Linked DNA regions of Rattus norvegicus: region 1 is linked to region 2. The links are chromatin contacts, called in public Hi-C maps. All regions are on one chromosome and are shown on one strand. Each heading gives the region's core, a stretch centred on a gene start, on an enhancer-like site or on the middle of the called end of the contact. The rest is flanking DNA. Distances are from core to core; before and after follow the strand shown. Region 1 has its middle 650 kb from the start of Fam181b. Region 2 has its middle 570 kb from the start of Fam181b.

Region 1 (3,116 bases), core at 133-2,632, 82 kb after region 2:
AGGTATAGTGTCCATTGTCCATGAGGTGTACTGTCAGAGAGATGCTTGGTCTTATTCATGGATACCAAGGGACAGGGCAGGCATTTCAGAAAGGGAAGTAAAGCAAGCAGATAAACAAAACCAAACTTGTATGGAGCTCCGTTACTTTGTATACTGATCTAAAAGCACTAAAACAAATTTTACTATAGCCTATCATTTTATTTTTTAAATTACCTTGTGTAAAAGAATACTAAAGATTTTCCCAAGTATTTCCAAACCTAGATATCAATGAACTCTAATAACACTTTAAGTTTTGGAGTGAAATAATTTTATTAGCTCTTTGAGGATTTCAGATATAATTTTATCACTTCCTAAACTCCACCCAGAACTGTCCCCATTTTCCAATTCACTCAAATGTGCTCTTTTATTTTTAAAACACATTAAGTAGAATTATAATGGCAGTATACTTTTTAAGTGTCCTATTCACTGGTACATGGTTAACACACCCACAACCACATCCTTAATAAACACAATCTCCCTTTGTCAACAGTTATCAACTGCCAATATCTTCTCTGTTAGTGGTGGGCCTTCATGCCTATTTATTTTCACCTAGAATCGTGTTGGTTCGAGGTTTTACAGGTCTTGTGTAAGCTGCCTCAGTTGTTGGAAATATCTATGCTCAACCGCTCTGCTATGTTGAGAAAACTTTTTTTTTTGATAGTCATTCACGACTTCTGTCTCTTACGATCGTTACACTCCATTGGTTCATGATGCAGGTGTCTCAGGCAGGGCTGAGCTGAGCTGAGCATGCTGACTCTCTTACTCTGCACTCTCACCAGTTGTTTACCGGGAAAAGTCAATAAATAATTGCAAAAACATAAAACCTCCACCTTTGCTAGTTAAAGTTTAAAAAAAAAACCAAACTTTTGAGAAAGGTTGCTCAGCCTGCCTGATTAAGATAAAAGGAATTCTGTGAGAGACAGAAAGCAGACTCAACAAATGTCGAAGTCCAACATACCAATGTAGAATTGAGGTTCATAGTACTTCTGATATTTATTAGTTTTATAATCGTGGTCAAACTTTGTAACAGCTATGAGTGAATAATTCAGACTAATTGAGCAGAAGGCAAATAGTAAGAAATTAAATAAGACAATCTTGGAAAAAATGATTGAAGAAAAATTAAATCAGATTTAGGTCAATGTTTGGAAGCAATATCCTGTCTAGTTATTGTCACATAACACATTCTTTGGGTATCTCTATTCTTGCTTGTTCACATGTGGTACAGGTGTGTGTGTGTGTGTGTGTGTGTGTGTGTGTGTGTCTGTGTCTGTGTGTCTGTCTGTGTGTCTGTCTGTCTGTCTGTCTTGGACACTCTCTCTCTCATTTTGTTGACCTCTCCCTGACCTCCATGCTCACTGAGTTGGCTAGACTAGCACTACAGTGAGCTCCTCACAGCACTAGAACTATAGATACCACGATTCCCCACTTTTTATGTTGCTGTTGATATTCCAACTCAGGTCTCCATGATTTGTGGCAAGCATTTTATTGAACAAACAACATTTACATCTACAGGCTCTATTTCATTAAAGGAAATTTTATTTTCTTGAGTAGTGTGAAAATAATCTTTCTCCATGACTTCCAGGAAGCATATTGCAGTATTTTAGGACATCTTAATTTGAGTCATATCTTTTACCTTAACAGCTATGATACCTTTGTTAAGATACTCCACTTTTCCTTGTCTCAGATTTTCACTGACCCAGATACCATTAAATCCTGGTATTGTTGCAAATATTTGTATTATTCACTTGTCCTCCAGAACAGCATAATGTGAGTCTACAAGGTGAAGGCCAGCCTAGATAATATAGAAAAGCTATGTTTCAAAATAAAAGCAAGCAAACAAACAAACATGAAAGACATTGCATACTAGGCTATAAAATGTGTCACTGGTGTGACTAGATCTTCTTTCCGCCCAAGTTATACTTCCATAAACATTCAGGTTTCAAGGCTCCCGTAAAAACTGTTACAAACATCTCCTTTGGTGCAGAGCATGTTGAGCATTGTGTCTGGTCTTTCACTTATAAGTTTTGACATTGAGCATACCACTTAACCTAAGACTTAGTCTCCTTGTCTCCGAACATGGTCTTAATGATGCCATCTCCTCTATGGATTACTTTTCAACGGAGTCAATGGGGTGTGAGCAGTGCTGACTCCATGAAACTTGTAAAAGCAATGTGAATAATAGACACATCAAGCATGAGAATGAGAGAAGAAAATACAGTGAATTGTTATTCCTACTTTATGGTTTTCATAGTAAAGTTATATATTAGATCTAACTTTTTCCCATCATTTTCTAGCTGAGGCGCAGTGAAGTGCAACAACTGTCTTAAAAATAAAAGAAAGCCTAGATTATAACAGAAATGGAGTCCCCGACTCCCTCTTTATCACTTAAGTAATACTGTTATTTTTTTTCAGATCCATTAAAATGGAATGCGATGTAGTGTTGTGAACTAAAATAAGAATATTTTGCAAAGCCCCTTAAGTAGCAAAAGACTAGGGGAGTATTATCCTAGACCAAATTTTTACAGTACTTTGAAATAAAATTCATCTTTGGTGGAAATAAGGTTACAGGTTACACTGAAGTTTATCCTTTTATGTTCTTAACACCAACGAAAAGTTCATCTATCTTTGTTTACTATGATTCCCTATTGTGGCAGTGAAGACACAGACTCAGAAAGGTTCAATATTTTCACCTTAGTCACACAGCTAGGAACCAGGCCAGATTCACTGGACTCCTTATCCAGAATGTTCTCCCTGTCAAATACCAGTGCAAGTATGAAAAAACAACCTAGCCAATTTTCTCCAATACTTGGACTAGTTAAAAATCACTCGCCAGGTGCTGCTTCTCTCCCCACCCCAAATAATACTGAGGGATATAATTGTTTAAAACTCTTGTCATTTAACATTTCAAATACACTAACAGATGGCTTCTCCCATCTCCAGGCAGATGATGGTTCAGAAATAAGTGGTGGTGTGAGATTTCTTGGGAACACTTGGGGACAGGAAAGACAGCTGTCACTGAATATCTTAATTACAGCATTTACAAAGCTCTAATTAATGTAATGGTACTTTTATGATTA
Region 2 (2,869 bases), core at 42-2,541:
AGGTATCTTTCCATGGTGATTCTAATCCCATTTAAATCAGAAACAAAGATTATCTATCACAAACACGATTTCAAAAGTTGACCTAGACACAGGGATCAGATTTAATGAGAACTATCAAAATATGGAGCTTCTAGTTCAGTGTAAATGGCATGGATATTGATCATCTTATCACTAGATCATCAATATATAACAATGAAGCCAATTTGGGGTTTTAGGAATTAATAGTTGGAATGATAAATAATGTACAGGAGGGAAAACATGGAGCTCAGAGACATCCCAGTTCTTAATTTTATTTTACATAGCACTGATATGCTATGCATATATAATAGCAGGACTACAAGTTTAAAACACACACACACACACACACACACACACACACACACACACACACACACACACACACCATTCTGCCAAGGGGATCAGATTCAACAACAAATCTTTATATTCTACCTGTCCTAGCTGATGGAGGAAAGATTACCAGACTGAAGATAAACAGTAGGTCTTATCTTTGAATTGGCTTTCTCTCCCAGAGCTTAAGTTGTGTGTTTATTTTTTTCATTTTCTGTTTCTCAGTGAAAAGATGATGCCAAGGGCAAAACAGGGGATGGATAAAATCATCACTTGTGATGTTACTATTGGCCTTAGGACAGGATATACAGGGGAATCAATGGCGTTGTCCAACTTATGTGGAAATTCAAATAGTGTTTGAAGCCACAGCTCTACCAACATATAACTGAACATGAAATGAAGAACTATCCGCCCACACCCAGGGGTTTGCTTCCTATAGCATGCAAAGGAAACTTCTTAAGGGCTCAGAAAAAATAAAATTTTATTACCTAGTAATCTCTCTCTGTCTTTCTCTTCTATTCTCCACTCTATCTCTTGCTCCCTCTTCATTCTATCTTTTATCCTGCCTCACTTTTAGCCCTATTAAGTTAACTGTACAACATTTAAATTTATCATATTTGAATATAATATGTATATATACACATATATACATACATACACATATACATTATATCTGTATCTTTCTTCTGCTGTTAGTTGATTTATAGGGTTCTATATAACCAAGTCCATCTAAGGTAGGTAAATAGATTCTAGGACTTGAACACAAAGATTTTTATTGTTATTAATATGTAGTTGAAGTTATGCTCCAATACCTTAGCATTAACAAAATTTTAAGAATAATATAAAGATGTTAAAACTAATATATGTACTTCTGCATTACTCTGTTCAGTGTGGTCTCTGTATCAAGTGAGTATGGTACTCTCTGCTCTATCACTGATGAACAAACAAGATTATGCTTGGTCAGGAAGCCACAACTCTTGTTAAACTTTATTAGTGTTCACGATCGGTAACGGGAAGCTGAGGTGAAAAAGAAGTAAATATAAAGCGTTTGTTTCAGACAGCCAGAGACAAGTTCATTGAGCTGTAAATTAAATTGAATGCTACAAAATATACACATCGTTAAGAAGTTCATTCTCTGCAAAACTGTTATATTTGAAAAGTCTTTTCAATTGAAATGACTTCAATGAGCACTAAGTCATTTTGCTACAGCAGGAGATTGCAAGAGTTGAGAGTGTTGCAAGTAGGGATTTGTGGAGTTACTTTTGTAAATATACAAAAGATCAAGGGTTTTACTCACTGTGTCAATTATGTCTTCTACCACATGTGTACTACCTTGTTAAACACTTGTGCATGGTATTAAAATTTTCAGGCTCTTTTGTCATCTACATTTATTTTATATATACATTAAATTTGCCTTTTAATCTAGTCCTTTTTTGTGTCACTGCTGTATTTAAGGTCTTAGCTGGAACCATCTTGATTAGTACTGAATTAAGTGTCTATGTATACATATAACTAGGAAGGCAGTGCTATGCTTACCTTCTATGACCCTAAATAGATAGCCCCCCCCTTTCAAAAAAAATCTCAAACCTACACAAGTTCTACATAATCAAAAGTTTAGCATGGGTTGGGGAAATGATCTCAGGGCCCAGATCCCAAGTAGAAGAACTACTGATAGTTTAAGAAGGGGGATGCTGAATGTGTGGTCACTAGTAAGTTTTCCATATCCCAAAGGATGGCCTCCCACTCATCCCCATATGTAGCACTCATTAGACTTAGAATTTTATTTTTTAGGAAGCTTTGGATATAGGAAGCTGACATGTAAGGGAGGATATAGGAAGAGTTGAAGGAGAAAATTAATCCACATGTGATTGTATTTCATTACATCTATGTATGTTATTCTCAAGAATAAAGAAAAGAGGGGGGTTGGGGATTTAGCTCAGTGGTAGAGCACTTGCCAGCAAGCACAAGGCCCTGGGTTCTGTCCCCAGCTCCGAAAAAAAGAATTAAAAAAAAGAATAGAGAAAAGAGATCTTGTATATGTACAGAGTCCTGTGAAATGCCATTTTCTGGATATGGCTTTCTATTACACTCATGAAACTACAACTGTTGTTACCTGAATAAGACCTGCACAAGACCTACATAGGATCAGACAGACCAAAATTCTAGCCTAGGTTATCTCTTGCATTCATCCTTGACAGAGGACCAATTGACAATTCACAACAATTCACAAGATGAGGCAAGCCACTTACTTATTTTATGCCTTTTGAACTCACGGGGAAACTCTTTCTTGTCACCTTACAAATTGTTTTTTACTTATATGATCTTGTAGAAAATACCATTCCACCAGCCTGATGTGTGAATGTGATGTCTACATTATCGATGTGTCTGGATATATGTTTTTAAGTAGCAATCCTGCTTACCTTAGAATGTCAGTTTCATTCATTTCTTTCCCTGAGGCCACACTGTCAGTATATTTGTGTTGTATTCCATTAACATAGGACAACAATATTAACCAACCAGA

Evidence for each region. A called contact is a pair of places that touch in the nucleus more often than the background predicts.
Region 1: a contact with region 2 is called in a Hi-C map of liver, with 6 times the contacts expected there. The contact joins two enhancer-like sites. A contact is called at or near these places in 3 of 12 Hi-C or Micro-C datasets (kidney and liver).

Annotation. Positions count from the first base shown.
Region 1 is chr1:157,231,464-157,234,579 of GRCr8, forward strand. No RefSeq gene overlaps it. Among named protein-coding and RNA genes, the nearest start is that of Fam181b, 650 kb to the left of the region's middle. Within about 2 kb of position 1,383, at least 2 of the 93 cell types and tissues checked have an H3K27ac peak or open chromatin away from gene starts, as enhancers often do. A contact at or near this core is called in liver, where this site is marked.
Region 2 is chr1:157,149,525-157,152,393 of GRCr8, forward strand. No RefSeq gene overlaps it. Among named protein-coding and RNA genes, the nearest start is that of Fam181b, 570 kb to the left of the region's middle. Within about 2 kb of position 1,292, at least 1 of the 93 cell types and tissues checked has an H3K27ac peak or open chromatin away from gene starts, as enhancers often do. A contact at or near this core is called in liver, where this site is marked.